Regions from separate parts of the Mus musculus genome. Here region 2 is linked to region 1. Evidence: chromatin contacts called from public ChIA-PET data. All regions are on one chromosome and are shown on one strand. Each heading gives the region's core, a stretch centred on a gene start, on an enhancer-like site or on the middle of the called end of the contact. The rest is flanking DNA. Distances are from core to core; before and after follow the strand shown. Region 1 holds the start of Gpr171 (G protein-coupled receptor 171). Region 2 overlaps Med12l (mediator complex subunit 12-like).

Region 1 (5,169 bases), core at 62-2,561:
GGTACAAGTTGCTAAATAAATGCCCCAACTTATCAAGCTGTTTATGTCAAGACGAGAAATACTTTCTGATTGTTTTCAGTCTCATAACATGGAAAGCAGGTGACATGTGTTCCTTAACACTTAGAAGTGTAATATTAGGATTATGTGTATGTGAGTGTGAATATGTGTGTGTCATGGTACACAAGTGCCAGTCAAAGGCCAAGTTCATACAGTGAGTCTCTCCTCTCGCTCCCCACGCTCTAGGGATTGAATTTGGTTTATCAGACTTGTATGGCAAGTGCTCTAACCTGCTGTGCCACCTCCCCGGATTACATGTAGCATATCTGTGAAGGAAAATCTCTAATCACCTGTACAGTCACATTTATGTGGTTCATGTAAACGCAGAAATAAAGCTTAAATCCATAAACCAAGAAAGGGAACAGCGGTTATCTCTCTGTTCTTCTAACGGTGTTCTTTTATTTTATTTCAAGATTTTGTTTCTAAACTGGAGCTGTCAAGCTGGCTCAACGGATTGAAACGTGCTGGCCACCATGCCTGACAACTTGAGTATAACCCTGTATGGTGGAAGGGGAACCGATTCCTCAGTGCTGTCATATGAACTCCACAAACACGCTCTGACACACATGTACCTCACATGCATACATACAAAATAATAAATGTAGAAAAATGTTTTTCTATCATGAACAACAAAAAGGTAACTATACCATACCAGACTCTATACGGTGTTAATTTCCAGATGGCCTCACAAGATAGCCTAGACTGGTTTTACATTCACCATGGAGCCCAGGCTGCCTCAGATTTGTGGCTATCACCCTGACTCAGCCTCCCAAATGCTGGGGCTACAGGTGTCTGCCAGCCACAATGTGGTTGTGTTATTTTTCAATCAACAAATACCTTAAATAAATACAAGCTGCAACAATATTACTTAATAATTGTACCTCTGAAGTACTGATATCAGTAACTAAAAAACTATCTGCTTAGGTACCTTACTGTCTTTAATTCATAAACTCAATACCAGTTTCAAGAGTTTAACACTATTTTTTTAAAAAACTATTATGAAACAGAACAGTATGTGGTACTTTTACTTTAAAAAAAAAAAAGATACATGAGGCAAGACGTTATCATGGATAATTTAAAATTCTTTTTCCTAAAACAGTAACTGACAAATTTGAGTTACTTAGACAGATGAAATTGTTTTCTTACAAAAACTTCCTCAGGAGACTTTCATACAGTTTAGACCATTTGCAAACCACAGTTTCATCTACGTCAATCTCTAGCATTTTAAAACCACACAAGAAGGAAAGGAAATTCTTAGTTCAGCAGGCGACCCTGCAAAATGGAACTGCTGTCACTGTGGGTAACTAAATAGCTCCTGATTCTCTGAAGACCTGGACCTGGGCCTACTCAGGCCAGAGAAGACAGCCAGGACCCAGGCCTTCTCAGGCCAGAGACGACACAGCCAGGTACAACCTGGACCCAGGCCTGCTTAGGCCAGAAAAGACAGCCAGGACCCTGGCCTTCTCAGGCCAGAGAAGACACAGCCAGGTACGTCCTTTTCAATGAGCTCATTCCATTTTTTTTCCTCATAGAAACCAATGTCAGGATTTTCAGTGTTGCAAGAGAAAGAGTCAAAAGTCCCAAGGCTTTGGAGTGGTAGGGCAACCACTATTAAACAAACTGTAATTAGATCTGATCTGTGGGCTTCTAACAGCACTTCCTGCTTTCTTTGGTCTCATCTGTCTTTTAAAAACTACAGTTCAAATTAGACTAATAACTCAGGCAAGGGTAACGAGCTACTGTTTTCTAGCTAGATTGATGATAAGCAAGGCCATGTTATATCTCCCCAGTAGATCTTAACCAGACTTTCCTCTACCAGTCCGACATTAGCAAATTTCAAAACATGTCAAAAATGACTCCCATGGAAAACCTTCTAAGTTTTCATTTAGTTTAGTTAAGTTTTACACCCCAAGGAATAAGCAATCTATGAGAAAGGACCATAGAGATATTTAAAGTCTGTTCTTCATTTTGCTGGAGTACTGCCAAGCACACCTACTTTGTATGGATATTGTTGTCACAATGTTTATCAAGCTCTTAGATTTCAGATTTATGACAGAGAGCATGGGATGCTACTATAGTACAATTTTGCCTCTCATCAATATATGCAAGGTTTTGAGGAACTATTTTTCCTGGCGTTCTAGACACAATTTAATAAAAGCAAGTGCAGAGCACTCAAACTCTTCCGCATTACTGAATGAGTGGTTACACTGTAACCCACTGTAAGTTACTCCACTCTGCAACAGATGGTCAGTTCTAATTACAGAGAATGCCAATCTTGACAAGCTATTATAATATTTTTCTTTACTATAATCTGTACCAATAAAATGAGAGTTTGCCATATAATTATTCAGGCAATCCAGCACTCACAGAAACAAATAACTATTTTACTGACACTATATAACATCTGAAACGCCTATAAGGAAGTCAGAGAAGCCTGAAGTGGCATTCAGACATGAAGGGTCTCCTTCAGGCCCACAGGTCAATAGACAAGACTCAGAAAAACAGAGAAGGGTAAAGGCTACAGAAATCCAGAGCACTTTGCAGCCTCAATTGATTTGAGAACTGGTAAATAGTCATTGATAAAGAACATATCTAACATTAAAGTGCCACGCTTCTAAAATTCTACCACATGCTTAAGTGGACTGAAGATTAGAATAACCACCCAACAGGACACAAAAAAAAAATGTCTTTCTTTAAACAAAAATGTGTAGTCAACAAACATAAATGGTAAGTGCTTTACAATTTTCATTAAGGTTAGTACAGAATAACAATATCCGTGGACCCCAAGTACCCTGAGACTTCGGGGGGAAAGGGAAGAGCTTGTAACCTCTAATATACTTAAGTTCACACCTTGTATCACTTCAAGATAAACACAGCACGGCCATGAAACACATTCAGCCACTGAATGTGTAAATTAGGGGCGTAAGTAGACCTGAGTTCCATCCCAGCAGTCAGAAAGGAGAAAACTGACTCCACGAGCTGTCCACTGACCTCCACATGCACACAGAAGCACACTCGCAGCCATACAGCATGAACGTGCATGATAACAATACATAAAAATTTAAAGAGACATACAGTAAGTATTTTGAAAAGTTAAAGCTTAATAAGACTTCAGAAGCTGTTTGATTTAAGAAGGATTTTATGACTGCTGAGCCATTTCACTGTCAGCAAACTTTCAATGTCCTGGAACCCTGATAAAACATTAAAGCTTGAGAAGCCCAGATTCTATACTATCTGGTTTCTGGATTTTTCAGGAAATTCCATATAGATTTGCATTCTGTAAGTGGTATTTTTGACCCTGCCTTTAAAACAAAAGAGTATTGTTTAATATGAAAAGGGGTTGCCACATCAAGACGGACAGCACAAAGTACCACTGTGGCCCTACACATGGAGAGGGGTTGGAACAGGCCACTCCAGAGGGAGCATGGTTTAACTAGAGCTTACAAGCCAAGCTGGTGTGCTCCACCTGGAAGAACCATGATGAGATCTTATGGCCACGATCAGGTTCAATTATGGTGGTTCTCTACTGTCCAAGTTAGAAGGGGATTTTGTTTTGTTTTGTTTTGTTTTGTTTTGTTTTGTTTTGGATTGAAACAAGGTCTCAAGTATATACCAGGCTAACATTGCAATTTAGCAAAGAGTGATCTTAAACTAGTGTTTCTCCTGAGTGCTGGCATTACAAATGAGTTCCGCCAGGTCCAGTAAAGTTACATGTTTTAACACAGATGGAATTGACCCTTTTCTGGAAGACACTGTAACCAATAAATATAGGGTCATGTTCTTGAAGCTTTTAAAAGACACTTTCATAAAACTACTCAAAAGCACTTTCATAGAAATAGGTACAGCCATTATGTTCAACAAGTTTCTCTACTAGATGAATTTAAACAGTAAAAAGAAACACAAGAAAGTATTTTCATTAACACCCCAAGTATAATGTAACAAAAAATATTACATGGGTACTCAATATGAAATATGACAGTTAAATAGAATCTTTAATGTTCATTTATAGTGTTCACCAGACACGACAGCGGCCTTCACGGGTCTATAACATTATAAATTGTTACATGATGACAGAGGTCCCGGGCATCAATTCAGAACCAGGGTCTGACCCTTCAATTCTTTTCACTGAATAATATACTAACAAGATTCACAACAGAGGGCCCACGTCTAAGATAACGGCGTAAACCTTTCTGCACTTTGCTGTCTTTTCTTCCCTACCATCAGCCTAGGTTCTTGCAGCATAACGAACGAAGGCTATAAAAAGAAAAGCAGAAAGCCACGCTGAAATCTTTTTCAGACAAAACCACAGGACCTTCCTCTCTCCACTTCCTAGAACCTCTGGTCACTCACCTCCTCCGCAAAGAAATGTCTCCCTCAACCAGTAACAGAGAGCGACACAACGCAGACCGCAAGGTCAAAAACATCCCTTCCTAAAAGAACACTTCCATGGCATTTCCTGGAAGTCATAGGAGTCAGACAGTAGAGAACCTGACTTCTCATAATCTAGGATGCTCCCACTCCCCAGTGAAACTCTCCCTAAAGACAAGGAAGACGGTGATACTTTTGCGTATAAGTGATTCTAAGAAATATTTTCTGATTTTAGTTACTAACATCTTCCTTATGCTTTTTTTTAACAGAGCCTTGAGGGGTTTTTTTTTGTTTTGTTTTGGTTTTGTTGTTTTTTTTTTTTTTTAATTATTGAACTTGACCTTCTCCCTGAAGATGACAAACAGTTCAACGTTCTGTCCGGTTTACAGAGATCTGGAACCATTTACCTATTTTTTTTATTTAGTTTTCCTCATTGGAATTATTGGAAGTTGTTTTGCCACGTGGGCTTTTATACAGAAAACCACAAATCACAGATGTGTCAGCATATACTTAATTAATTTGCTTACAGCTGATTTCCTGCTCACCCTGGCATTACCAGTAAAAATCATTGTTGACTTGGGTGTGGCACCCTGGAAGCTAAGGATATTCCACTGCCAAGTGACAGCCTGCCTCATCTACATCAATATGTACTTATCTATTATCTTCTTAGCCTTTGTCAGCATCGATCGCTGTCTTCAGTTAATACACAGCTGCAAGATATACCGAATACAAGAACCTGGGTTT
Region 2 (5,425 bases), core at 2,411-4,910, 130 kb before region 1:
CTACAATCCACAGACCCAGAGAGGCTGAGTAACAAGGAAAGACACGTGGACCTCCCTGCGCAGAGGAAACAGAAGATTTTGCAAGGGACTGAGGGGAGATGGGCATGGGAACAGGAGGGATCAGGTGTGGGATGGAGTACTAGGAGAGAGTACTGGGAAAGATAACTATGGGGGGGGGCATTTGAGGGGCAAGGTGGAAATATAGTGCAATGAAAACTCCCTGGAATCTACAAGGGAGACCCTAGCGAAGACTCCTAGTAATAGGAGATTTGGAGCCTGAACTGGCTATCTTCCGCAACCAGGCAAGGCGTCCAGAGGCAGGACTGGGACACCGATCCAGCCACAAATCGTCCACCTACAATTTGTCTTGCTTACAAGATGTCCTGGGGTAAAGGTGACACAGAACTTTTGGGAGTGGCCAACCAGTGACTGGTCCAGCTTAAGAGCCACTCTATGAGAAGCCCACACCTGAACTGCCTGGGTGGCCAAGAACCAGAGGCTAGATAGCCCAGAGACCTAGGACAGAACCAAACACAACTGGAAAAAAGTAGGGAATGAAATGATTCCTAAGGATAATTCTGCTATTGATCGGAGCCTAGCATAACTGTCATCAGAGAGGATTCACCCGGCAACTAATGGGGCCAGATACAGAGACCCATAGCCAAAGATTAGGAAGAACACGGGGAATCACGCAGAAGAAGAGGAGGGAGAAAGGACAGGAGAAGATAGAGGGGTCAAACCATTGCATACACTAGCAAGATTTTATTGAAAGGACCCAGATGTAGCTGTCTCTTGTGAGACTATGCCGGGGCCTAGAAAACACAGAAGTGGATGATCACAGTCAGCTAATGGATGGATCATAGGGCTCCCAATGGAGGAGCTAGAGAAAGTAGCCAAGGAGCTAAAGGGATCTGCAACCCTATAGGTGGATCAACATTATGAACTAACCAGTACCCCGGAGCTCTTGACTCTAGCTGCATATATATCAAAAGATGGCCTAGTCGGCCATCACTGGAAAGAGAGGCCCATTGGACTTGCAAACTTTATATGCCCCAGTACAGGGGAACACCAGGGCCAAAAAGGGGGAGTGGGTGGGCAGGGGAGTGGGGGTGGGTGGATATGGGGGACTTTTGGTATAGCATTGGAAATGTAAATGAGCTAAATACCTAATAAAAAATGGAAAAAAAAAAAGATAGAGGGATCAAGCACACCGCAAGAACATGGCCTACATAATCAACTAAGCAGTGCTCATGGGGGCTGACAGAGACTGAACCAGCAATTAAGCAACCTGGATGAGTCGGATCTAGGTCCCCTGCATATATGTTACGGTGTGTAACTAGGTGTTCTGGTAGGATTCCTTATAGCAGGAGTGCATGCTATCTCTGACTCTTTTGCCTGCTTTTGGGACCCATTTTCTCCCACTGAGTTAACCTTGTCCGCTTTGATATAAGGGATGTGCCTAGTTGTGTTGTAACTTGATCATTTGATATCCCTGGGAGGCCTGCTCTTTTCTGAAGGAAAATGGAAAAGGAGTGGATTTGGAGGGAAGGGCCTGATAAAGGGGATAACTGGGAAGAGTTGAGGGAGGGAAAAAAAATAAAAAGATTTTTTAAATGGAATGTTTTTTAAAAAGGGGGGGGGGCAACAGGTACAGACAATGGAACCATCGTTTAAGAGGGAAGCAACACCTGAATCTGCTGGGTATGCAGAAGCAAACAAATCCCAACAGAGCATGGAAAGTAAAGACTTATCCTGCGACTAAAGTAAACAAATGCAAATGGGTAGGTGCGTCCATCTTACAGTAGTTTTCACTTTCTAAGACTAAAGCCTTGGACTGTGGTCTGATACTCTCAGTCACATTAAGGGGGGGATTGTGATTTTGAAAAAAAAAAAGTCATACGGTGTGTCAATAGTTAAGACAGCTATCTATGTGACACAACCTGAGTCACTTGGGAATGACGGGGGGGGGGGGGGGGGGACAGACGTGCTTTATTTCTGCTTCACAAGGGAGGGTCCAGTTTCCTGTAGCCTGTGCCATCTCTAGGCAGGCAGACCTGGGTTGTATAGGATAGCTAGCTGACCAAGGCAAAGGGAGCATGCCAGTAAGTTCCTGCATCCAGAGTTTTTCCTCGAGCTCTGGTCCTGGTGTGCTTCAATGATACAACTACAGGCTATAAACTGAAAAACAAAACAAAACAAAAAAACAAAAAACAAAAAAACAACCTTTGATAAAGTTGAATTTGGTCACAGCGTTTACCGTAGCAACAACGAGCAAACTAGGGCATTATAAATAAGGTAAAAATATAACAAAGTTAAGCCAAATATAATTTTATGAGTATTTAAGTTAATATTTTAAATGTTAAAATATTAAAACAATTTCAAACTAACAATCAAAGAACAACCAAACAAAAACACTTTTTCCAACTAAGTATGTATGAGTTCATGATCAGTGAATGTGTTGTTAAATGAATTATTATTTTAAAATTGAATGATTTTAAAAGAATAGTGCTGAAAAAACAGTAAGGAGTCAACTTCAATTTGCAACATATACTAGCTGTGTAATGAATATGGGGCACATCACTTCCAAACTCTTCACCTGTCGAACGATATAAAAGAGCGAGGCCTCACATAAATACACACCTTCTCTCACTGTAAAGCTTTTGAGGCTTGTAATATTCTACTTCTTAAGTTAGATGTACATGTAAATCAAAGAAAAGCCTCTGCAAAGTAGATGCCACTAGAGAAATACTGTTTATAAATTAAATGCATGTGTAAGGTTACAGAGGGGATGGGTGAAAACCAAGAAGACAAATGAGGAGACAGAGGAATAAAGAATAGGTTGTCTTTTTTTTTTTTTAATAAAAGGCCCTAGAAATGCAGGTGAGGAGCAGGCAACACGATGTTTGCACAGAGCTCCCTGCATTTCCCTGGCCTTTTAAGCACAGCCTCTTGCAGACAGTTCCTTAGCCCGACTTTATGAGCGACAGCAGAAGCTTTTGTCCGTTAGACACTCAGACGAACAACTTTCATGAGTCAGAAAGAAGATGGCCAAGTTTCTACAGTGCAAAGAATCCTTGCAGTGTTGCAAGGACTATGTAGTGTCTGATTGTTTTTTCAAAAGTACACTGAAAATAGATGACCAGATCCCAGTATTCACTGCTCGCAGTAAGTTGTTGGGCGGCATAAATGAGAAGAGAGCTGTGCATGACCAGGAGGTGAAGAGGAAGCCAGTAAGTAAGTAGAAAAAAAAAAAAATCAAACACACTTCCTCCATTTATATCTCTTTCTCTACAAAATATTTTGGTAAGACCATTGTTGGGATGTTTTCATTGAAACTTTAATAAGACATCTAAAACTTCAAAATGAGTGGTATCAAAACTTCAGACCAACAGTCTAAACAAAAATACTTTTTTAGAACTCAGTATAATTTTTCTCCCAAATGCACTGTATTTCACTATGAATTCTACCTTTTAGGATAAGAAAAACAAACAAACAAACAAACAAACAAACAAACAAAAAACAAAAACATTGCTACTTATATACCCACCCTTCAAACACCTGGGCTGTCTGATCAGGATTTAGGATCAGGCAACTATGGTACCGCCTGAGCACGGCCACAATGCAGACACATAGTCCTGTAGTGTAACTTCCTGCCAGGCTAGAAGACTTCAAGAGGAGCTCTGCTTCCACCACACTCAGTTCATTCAGCAGCTGCAGCAGAAGTGGGGTTGGGGGGGGGGTGAAGGGAGGGTTGGAGGGGAGGGAAGAAGACAAACAGGGAAACCGTTCAGTGAACCCCTAGTGCACATTTCCTATACGCTACGGAATCAGAAAGCACACAAGCTTTTGCTGGCATTTACTTTTAAGCCTTTACTAATTTAAACGAATGTTTTTCTGTCTAGACACCAGCATGCACCCAACCAGGATGTAGTCAGTGCTGAAACAGTCACCAAAACTTTCTGAAAGCCCAGAGCCTGGAACTAAGCGTTTAATAAACAACCCCATTCTTTATTTAATTTTTTTTCCTTTTTTTCTTTTTTTCTTTTTCATTTTGGTTGTTGTGCTTCTTTTTTTTTTTTTCCTTTCAATGCAACACAACTGATAACTATAATAACTACATTCTTATTTATAAAGCTTGGAGTAACTGTACAATAGAAAAAAATCAAACCTAATGTCTATTTATTAACACAAGGAATAAATGATCTAAAATGTGTGTAACTACAGTGGGACAAATGAAATTATAAAGAGTATTTTAACAATCATTTGTGCTTTTCACTGCTTAACTCTACTAGAGAGAATATATCATTTCCTTATTCCCAACGCAAAATAATAAGGTAACAACAACCGACACCAAAACAAAAACATCTTTCACGTATACATAGTTTTAAATAAGTTGTGTATTACTAACACCAACTATAGCTTAACAGTAAAACTATTAACTCAAAATGTCTCAAACACTTTAAAATGTACTAGGTGCTTAAAATAGTTTTGTTTTATTTGTTTTGTTTTAGGGATTTTGTTTTGTTTTGTTTTTTGGTTTTGTTTTTTTCGAGACAGGGTTTCTCTGTGTAGCCCTGGCTGTCCTGGAACTCACTCTGTAGACCAGGCTGGCCTCAAACTCAGAAATCTGCCTGCCTCGGCCTCCCAAGTGCTGGGATTAAAGGCACGTGCCACCACTGCCCAGCTTAAATAGTTTTAATGTAACAGAACTGGCACATGTTCAAAGGCATGAAGTTCCAAGAGGCCAAAGAGAGTTGGGACAGAGAAGTGATTAGGGAAAGTTAATCAGTGGGGACTAAGTTCTTACAGGAGCAAGATATCTTCACGTGTAATATGTATGGCAGGGCGGCTATAGGTAACAGGATGCACTGTACCTAGCAAACGTAGGGAAAAGGACTCTTGACAGTTTCTACCATCAAGAAATGATGTTTGAAGAATAGGTATGTTTAATTTGCTATAAGAATATACATAACATATACATGTTTTATGGCATCATATGGTATTTCATAAAACTACATTTTTGCATATTTATGCAAGTTTAAAAAATAAGAGGCTTGAGAGATGACTCAGTAGTTAAGTACCACTAGCTGCTCTTTCAGAGGACCCATGTTCAGTACCCAACACCCCCAAGATGTCTCATAAGTATCCGTAACGCCCTTCCAAGGGAGCCAATGCCCTCTTTTGAACTCTGCAGGCACCAGGCACACACATAGTGCACATCTGTAGGCAAGACACCCATGCACATAAAATAAATCTAAAAATATTTCATATAAATGTAAGCCAGGTCACAAGCTTGTAGCCTTAGGTACTTGGGGGCTGAGTAGGGTGGTCACTTCAGATGGAAAGTTCAGACAAGCTCAACAGTAAGGGATAGCCTGGTTTTTAAATCAACAAATAAAGAGTATGAAGAAGCAAGATAAACTCT

The links. ChIA-PET counts read pairs in DNA pulled down with a chosen protein or histone mark.
Region 2: an RNA polymerase II ChIA-PET map of memory CD8 T cells shows a contact between it and region 1, with 350 read pairs. The contact joins the enhancer-like site here to the promoter of Gpr171 in region 1. A contact is called at or near these places in 1 of 15 datasets of contacts at CTCF or cohesin (CD8 T cells), 2 of 484 Hi-C or Micro-C datasets (the HPC-7 cell line and peritoneal macrophages), 4 of 115 datasets of contacts at active chromatin or transcription factors (CD8 T cells, effector CD8 T cells, embryonic stem cells and 1 more) and 2 of 9 other capture datasets (adipose tissue and liver).

The regions. Positions count from the first base shown.
Region 1 is chr3:59,097,963-59,103,131 of GRCm38.p6, reverse strand. It overlaps Gpr171 (G protein-coupled receptor 171), which reads left to right and starts at 1,311. Exons shown (of 2, transcript NM_173398.3): 1 at 1,311-1,545; 2 at 4,695-5,169. The coding sequence starts at 4,780. All of the region lies in intron 15 of Med12l (mediator complex subunit 12-like), which reads right to left.
Region 2 is chr3:59,233,331-59,238,755 of GRCm38.p6, reverse strand. Med12l (mediator complex subunit 12-like) reads right to left here. Exons shown (of 44, transcript NM_177855.3): 19 at 3,548-3,711. All of the region lies in intron 1 of P2ry12 (purinergic receptor P2Y, G-protein coupled 12), which reads left to right. Among named protein-coding and RNA genes, the nearest start is that of P2ry13, 25 kb to the right of the region's middle. Within about 2 kb of position 3,660, at least 54 of the 459 cell types and tissues checked have an H3K27ac peak or open chromatin away from gene starts, as enhancers often do. A contact at or near this core is called in CD8 T cells, effector CD8 T cells and memory CD8 T cells, where this site is marked.